Linked DNA regions of Anser cygnoides: region 2 is linked to region 1. The links are chromatin contacts, called in public Hi-C maps. All regions are on one chromosome and are shown on one strand. The core of a region is the stretch at or near the end of the contact, and the rest is flanking DNA. Distances in the headings are between cores, read along the strand shown. Region 1 overlaps SLC1A4 (solute carrier family 1 member 4). Region 2 holds the start of RAB1A (RAB1A, member RAS oncogene family).

Region 1 (3,851 bases), core at 445-2,944:
AATCTGCTGGCCTGGGGAAGGGGAGGGGGGTGGTCTGGAAAAAGAAGGACCTCTGAGAAACAGCAGTAGCGTTGCTGTGACCTGCTGAGAGACCAGAACTAATTGATAGTAACAGTTGGGCCTGCCTTGAACTCTCTCTGGTGCACATTTTTAGTTCTGAAATGGTGATAATATTTCTGTGGAAAATACCTTCAGTAACAACATCTTCCATCTGTAGCTCCATTAATGTTAGTGGATCTGGGGAGATGAATTTGGCTCTCCTTACGGTGTTGTAACTCTCTTAAACTAAAAGGCCACTGCTTTGTTTTCTTGTTTTTAATCTTAACCAGGGACCGAACCACCACAGTTGTGAATGTGGAAGGGGACGCCCTAGGAGCAGGTATCCTCAATTACCTGAATGAAAAAGACAAGAAAGATAAAGAGCAGGAGCTAAAAGAAGTCAGCGTAGAAGCAGTTGCTAACAGCAAGTCTGAAGAGGAGACGTCGCCTTTGGTAACCCACAAAAACCAAGTCTCCAACGCAACCAGTACAGCAGACCCTGAATCCAAGGAATCAGTATTGTGAACTAGAGGCCGTTTGTTAACACGCGTCCTAGAAGTGGACCGGGGACTTGTTAACGCACCTAGACGTTTGCAGTGCTAACAAGGGCTGGATGGCTCTTGAAAGTTTTAAGTTCCAGTCTGTTTTCAAATTTGCTGACCACAGGAAGGGGAGGGAGGTGGGTTGGGAAGAGAAGGGGCAGCGAGAAAGAACGCTGGCTTTATGATAGTGTTTTGATAATTCCCATGTATACATGTATATATGTGTTGCATGTACACACACATATACATGTAGGGGAAAGCAATGCCATTTGAGACTTCTGTTTTTACAAGAGATCTGTTAGTAAAGGCCCTTATGAGTTGGAGGTGGGGAAGTAGACAAATCCCAGTAAATGCTTATCGTAGGGAGAAATTAGTAAGCTTATTGTGCTGCTGTTCAAATGGAGATACAGTTTAGAAACTCCAGAGTGGGTGAGAATGTTGCTTTAATTTAGTTTCTTGCCTGGAAACAGTTACTGTCAATTATACACACAATATGAAGCAACATTTTTCTCCCACTCCGCTTCCTCTCCTGTTCTCCAGTCACTTGAAAACATCAAATAGAACCTGGAAAGTAGTTGTTTTTTTTTTTTTTAAGTGTCATATCTGAATTAATCACAGGGGTCCAAACCTTGTTCCATTCCCCCGCTGCATTGCAGCTCGTAGCAGCTTTCTTGCCTTTTGGTGAGTAAATCCCAAACTTTGGAACCAAACGAAGGATATCTTAGAGCAGATCAGGAACTGGTTTTCTCCTCCCCTCTTAGCAAGTTGTTGAGAAAAAAGTCCAGAGGAAGCACAAATTTTGTTAAAGTAATCCCTCTGGGGCTTAAAAAATGTGGAGTCTGTTCCAGCATAAATATGTCTAAAAGAGGCTTGCCTGTGACATCAAGAAAGCAAGAAGTCAGTTCCCTTCATGAATACACACATGCACCTTTGCTAGCACTCCATGTCCTGCTCATGTTTGTTTAGTGGGTCAGTCCAAACAAATTAAGCCATATCCCTTTTCCGGCAAAATTGAACAGGGGAGAAAAAAATCTGAACACATGTGGGAACTGACGACAGGCAGGTCTGATTGTTGGCTTGAAAGGGGAAGAAAGGAGGTGAGTTTCTAACCTCAGTGATCTCTGGAACAGTTGCATACCTGTTCCTGCTAGGAATTTGGTCCTGTTACAAATGTTCAGTGATCTCTGAATGTTGGGACAGTTGTATCCCTTTTCCTGTTGGGAATTTGGTCCTGTTACAAACGTTCAGTGATCTCTGGGCGTTAGGACAGTTGTATACCTGATCCTGCTAGGAGTTTGGTCCTGCTACAAATGTACTTCCAGCAGCAGCTTACATTTACTTCTGGGTGGTGCTGGGCTGGGGTAATGCTTAATGGCAGATGGTAAACTTTGCTTGAAGCTGATCCAGATGCTTCTGGATTCTGACTCCACCTTTTTTCCTTTACCACAAACTTCCTGATTTTGCACCCCAAACCTGATCAAAGTCCGGCAAACATTGCAAAAGTCCTGTTGATTTCTCTTGGCATTTTGGACAGCAAGTAGTTACAAAATGATAGCTGTGCATACGCCAAGATTTGCCTGGACTTGTGACACTTTCCTTTGGCTGCTTTAGCGAGATGAGTGCATGTGGTCAGTCCTCCACACTGTTAACTCAGTAATATATATTTACACTTAGCTTTGATGTACAATAATGATAAGTCTCCCCTTTTCTTTCTCCTCTCTTGCTTCAGAGGAAGCTATCTTGGAAAGATATCCAGTTGCTGATGTTTATGTTCACGGCACTAGGAAGAGGCAGCTCCAATTTTATAGCAGCAGCAGCCTTCATTTGCAAAGCATCTTTCCTGGTAAAGGGACACAATGAATTTTGCAAAAAGACGCTCAGAATGAGATGTGGCCACCTCTGAGGGAGAACACAGTGAGTGCGTCATGACTGGCTGTTTAATTGTGTGCTGCAGCACTATGCAAACAAAGTAAGAAAGGATTAGTCAGCCCACTGTGAAACTACAGGTGAAGTTTGTTTTTAACCGGCTTATTTATAGCCATGTCCACAAAATCGGATCAATCGTTGGCTCAATTTAAAAATGGAAGAAGACAAATACAATTCTCTAGGGACATCCTTTGGCCAATATTTATTATTTCATTTTTGGCAGATCAAGACCTGCTGAAACTTTGCATTTCCTCCCGTTAGAATCATCCCAATTCCTTTCAACTCAGGAAACCAAAACTGTGCTTTGTAGCTGACAATGAAAGTCAACAAATAAGAAGCGTTTTGAAAAATGTTTGAGGTTTGAAAAAATGGTTCTCTACCCCCCCCCCCTTTTTTTAACAAGTCTAAATGTTTCATGGAAAAATGTGAATGCACCAGAACTGCAAATATTTTGATTTTAAAACAGTATATGGATACTTCAGGAGAACTGGAAATCAAAACTGTTCCCTGCAGGCTGGGTTCTGTAGATGCATTTCTATCTCCCATCAGACATTTAGCTCCTTTGATGCTCTCACTCACCATGACACATTCAGCTCAGCTGAAGACATGAGACCAGGCAGCACCCAAACGGTAATTCCTGTGAAGCGTCACAGCAACATTTGAGAATAGGAAGTTGCTCAGTTTTGATTTTTCCCCCCAGAGCTAATGTTGCCAACAGATGAAAGTACTCTAGGGGTGAGTGAAGGCTGGGCTTCCTCACAGACAACACCTAGCCACTGCTTTATTGATCTTCCTTCCCTGTGGTGCTGCTTGACTGTACCCTGTTCCTCTAAGCAGCATGATGTAGGCTGTGGGGCATTCTTTCTGGCAGTAGATCCCAGAAAATGATTAAATTAATGCCAATTATCTCAGAGTTGTCTTAGTATTTTCCACTAGCAATGCAGAAGCTAAATGTCTTTGCTGAAGAATGCATCTCTGAATCCCCATTAGTGGATTGCCATGTTTTGCATCAAGGTGAATGTCTAGTCCTGTGTAAAGCTTGTTAAAGCAGTGAGCTTTAAGGAGGCCAAATCATTCCTATAGCTGGAATTGAACAAAGGAAATTTAATACTCCTCCTCCAGGTGCCATTGGGTTTATATGAAACATTGAGTATTTAGGACCAGCCTTTTATCTTGCCAGAAATTTGTAATCTTGCAGAAACCCTACTTTAGATTTAGAAAGCTGCCAGTTCTTTTGTTGTTCGCACGCAGCAAGAGGGATCCCAGAGTTTTCCATGTAAGCGTGAATGCTGGGTAATGACTGCTTTTCCAAATATCTTCTTGGTCCTTTTTGTTATTATCTGT
Region 2 (3,621 bases), core at 358-2,857, 44 kb after region 1:
GCTGGGAGGCTTCAGTAAAGGCCAGAACTAATCTGTGGGGGAAGAGCCCCTTCCACTTGCTTCCACCCAGAAGGGCCTAACGCTTCACAGGCAGCCTTCCAGCGCCAAACCCCACCTGTCTGCGAGATGAAGTCGAATTTAACCCTGAGAGCCTTTACAACCACGAAGGCACCAACCAACAAATTGTTGTTTATCCACTGGTTACATCCAGCTACTGTTTTAGTGCTTCCAGAAGCCATACCAGCAAACCTGTTATGTAATCTTGCCAAGATGTAACTTGAGTTCCTGGCTGAACCTCTCAGTTTTCAGCAACTATCTGGAGCTAGCTGATGATTACTTCGCCTTCTATTCCTGCTCACTCTCCAGGTGAATTTAATGGGCACAGAGTGCCTGCAGTCACACTGCCATACACAGGGAGCATAAAAGCCGTGACCATGCACACCAGCAGCCACAGCTGCGTGGGAAGACAAGGTCTGAGGACAAAAGTTGGTTGAGTGTCACCCATAAAGTGATGGTGGGATCTAGAGCAGTAATGTCATACCACACATGGGGCTCAAGAGCAAAACCACTTCAGTTGCATTAGAGGGCACGGCAGCTTTGTCATCCCAAACCGGAGTGCCAGCACAGATGAAAGAATCCTAAAACCACTCTTTGGCACTGAAGTAGTGACAGTAAAGTGGCTGGCTTTAAAGCGTGATTTAAATGAATCCCGAGTCCCTCAAAAAAAAGATGAGGGAGCTGAGGTTTGGTGTCCCCAACACCCTGGTGGGCATGCCGCTGCTCTTACTGCTGCCAGGCCCCGGACAACCACTGCCCAGAGCCCTCAGCCATCCCCACTGCCGAGGACAAGGCCACCCTCGCACCACGACCCTCCAGAGAAAACCACAGCCCCGCGCCATCACCAGGCTCTCCAGGCAGCTCCTGTTTCGGCTGAGGCCAACCCCGAAGATCACTTGCTCCATGACCCAGCCGGAGCGTTGCAAAACCCACGGAGGCCCCGAGTGTTTTGCAAGCGCCATGTGACACACACATGACTCGCAGCCGGAGCGGGGCAGGGCGGACCTCCGCCTGCCCAGCCTGCCAGCGGGCCGGGGCGCGCAGCCCCCGCGGAGAGGGGCTGTTTCTCCCGGCTGCCCCCCCCCGCCGCTCCCCCCAGGCGGGGCTCACCGGGGGGGCAGCCCCGGGGCAGGGCGAGGCGCCCACACCCTTCGGGTCCCCCCCAGGAGGGCGGCACCGGGGGGGGCACCCGGGGGCTCTCCCCACCGCCAAGGCCCGGGGGGCCTCCCCCCGGCTCCGCTGTGCCCCCCAGCCCCCCGGCCCCGTCGCCCTTACCCCCCCCGCCCCGCACTCACTACTCGGGGTTCATGCTGGACATGTCCGTGGGGCCCGCGGCCCGAGGGACGGCGTAGGGCGCTGCGAGGGGAGGGCGCTGGCGGCCTGGCACCTGCCGCCGCCCAGGCGGGCGCTCCGCGGATGCAGGGGGTGCGAGGGCTGCCGCCTGCGCCCGGCTCGGCTCGGCCCGGCCTGCCCCCTCCGCCCGGCCCCGCTCCGCTCCGCGGCCTCCGCGCTCGCTCCTCAGCCCAAAATGGCCGCCGCTGCCCGACCAGGAAACGGGGCGGCCGCTCGACCAGCAGCGCTTACATGGCCGGGGGGAGGCGGCGGGGCATGCCGGGAAACCGAGTCCGCGCCACGCCCGCCGCCCCGCGCCCGCGGCCGGCCGCGCCCCGCTCTGCGGGACTCGCTCTCCCGGCGGCCCCCGCGGCGGCGGCGGCGCATGCGCGTCGGCCGGCCTTTCTTCCCTCGGCCCCGTCGGCTCGGCGCGGCAGTGGGCGCAGCGGATTGGCCGGGGAGGGGCCGGCCGGGGGTGACGTCAGCGGGCAGACGTGGCAGCCCGGGCGAGTCGCGGGGCGGGCGGAGGGGGCGGGGCTTAAGCGCCGAGGGGCGGGGCCAGCGCCCTCCCCACCCGGCCGGGCCCGGGCACGGCCGCGGCCTGGGCCTGGGGACTCGGCTCTGAGGGGCGCGGAGCCCGCAAGGCCTCGCTGCCGGCCCGGCTGTGCCGTGCCTGGCGGGGCCAGCTGCCTGCACGCCGAAATAAATTAAAAAAAAAAATGACATCACCTCACGAAATCACCTCATGAAATCACCTCATGAAATCATACTCTGCGCCCCCCCCAGTAATAAGGATCAGTCCCTTTCCACACAACAACCATTACATCTGTTATCTAAAGCGGTTTCCAAGCATTATTCAGTCACATACCGTCCTTCGGGTGCATTAAACACTACTACACTCGTTTTCCTCCTAGGAAGCAAAGGGATGGCGACCCTGTCATACTCCTGATACCTCCAAGCAAAAGTCTCATTAAACCTAGAAGAACTCAGAATTTAGGAGCTTAGTTTTCTAGTTTTCACTTAAATTCCTACTAACCATCAAGTTGTGTCACTGGTATTTTCGGTTGCTTACGCTTTCAAGTGTATTCCTAACAAAGTCCTGCCCTTTCAAACGCCATCAGAAGGAGCACGTCACTGAAATACTGTACGTCGTCGTTCTAGAATCGTACACAGGGGACTGCTAAACCTTACACGTCTTAACAGCTCCTGGTAATCAGCTCAGGAATTTAAATCCCCACTAAACACATATTATCTGATGTTATTTCATTACAAAGGGCATAGTGTAACATATTGACCAAAGTTTATCTTCCAGCCGGCTCAAAGGATGGGAGAAAGAGTCCGCAAGAAGACTACCACGTCACCGAAACATCCTAGGCAGGCAAAGAAGTGTGTGTAGTGCTTATGTCATCTTCACGTGGCAAGCTGAAAAGTGTTACTGCAGCAATCCAGATATTAATCTGTTCACAAACTGACTTCCACCAAGCTGCAAGTCACCAGCCATGCAAGTACAAGGGGTTACCAAAATAACCGATGTGAACAGGAGTCTTGCAATTGGGCAGCGACAGAGCTGAATCCCCAGAGGAACTGAAATTGCATAGTCTTATCCTTTTTTTTCCCCCACAATAAGACAGTGAAAAGCTACTCGCGCTCCACATATCTTCGTGTTTTTAGTGGTTACATTCATTTCCTTAAAAGAAGTCAACATACTGTGTGAACTATAAATTAAAATATTAAACATTGGTTAAAAAAATGGTTGTCCTTTGCTTTTTGTGTTGCTTGTTAGGTAATGATCTACGTGTAAATCTACCACATAAATTACTGTATGTGCTGCTTTTGTGGTGGCTGTCACTGAAGACTCTTACTTCCCTTTCCCTATTCCTTGGTGTATTTGTGAAACCATACCCTTTTTTGTGTGATGCTTGCCATCAGAAATCCAGTGAATCCTTTGAAACTCTCTTTTCTCTCCCATACAGTGTAGTTCTTGAGATGCTCTGTGTAAGGTGACCAGATCTGTAGGAATATCCCAGATGACAAACTTCATTTAGCAGACAGAACATCACTCTCTGCTGATACAGAAGTCATTTTTGCAGGGACATTTTTAACATTTGTGCCTTGACTTTTCTCCAATGAAACAAAAAGCTTCAACCACCCCAATACCTTATTCTTTTTTTTTCTTTTTTTTTTTCTTTTTTTTTTTCCTTTTTTTTTTTCTTTTTCTGAGGAATAATGCTT

Evidence for each region. A called contact is a pair of places that touch in the nucleus more often than the background predicts.
Region 2: a contact with region 1 is called in a Hi-C map of liver, with 17 times the contacts expected there. The contact joins the promoter of RAB1A here to the enhancer-like site in region 1. A contact is called at or near these places in 2 of 7 Hi-C or Micro-C datasets (both in liver).

What each region holds. Positions count from the first base shown.
Region 1 is chr3:803,702-807,552 of Taihu_goose_T2T_genome, forward strand. SLC1A4 (solute carrier family 1 member 4) reads left to right here. Exons shown (of 8, transcript XM_048060750.2): 8 at 330-3,851. The coding sequence ends at 564. Among named protein-coding and RNA genes, the nearest start is that of CEP68, 8.5 kb to the right of the region's middle. Within about 2 kb of position 1,695, at least 2 of the 3 cell types and tissues checked have open chromatin away from gene starts, as enhancers often do. A contact at or near this core is called in liver, where this site is marked.
Region 2 is chr3:847,303-850,923 of Taihu_goose_T2T_genome, forward strand. RAB1A (RAB1A, member RAS oncogene family) reads right to left here and starts at 1,608. Exons shown (of 6, transcript XM_048060753.2): 1 at 1,353-1,608. The coding sequence starts at 1,375.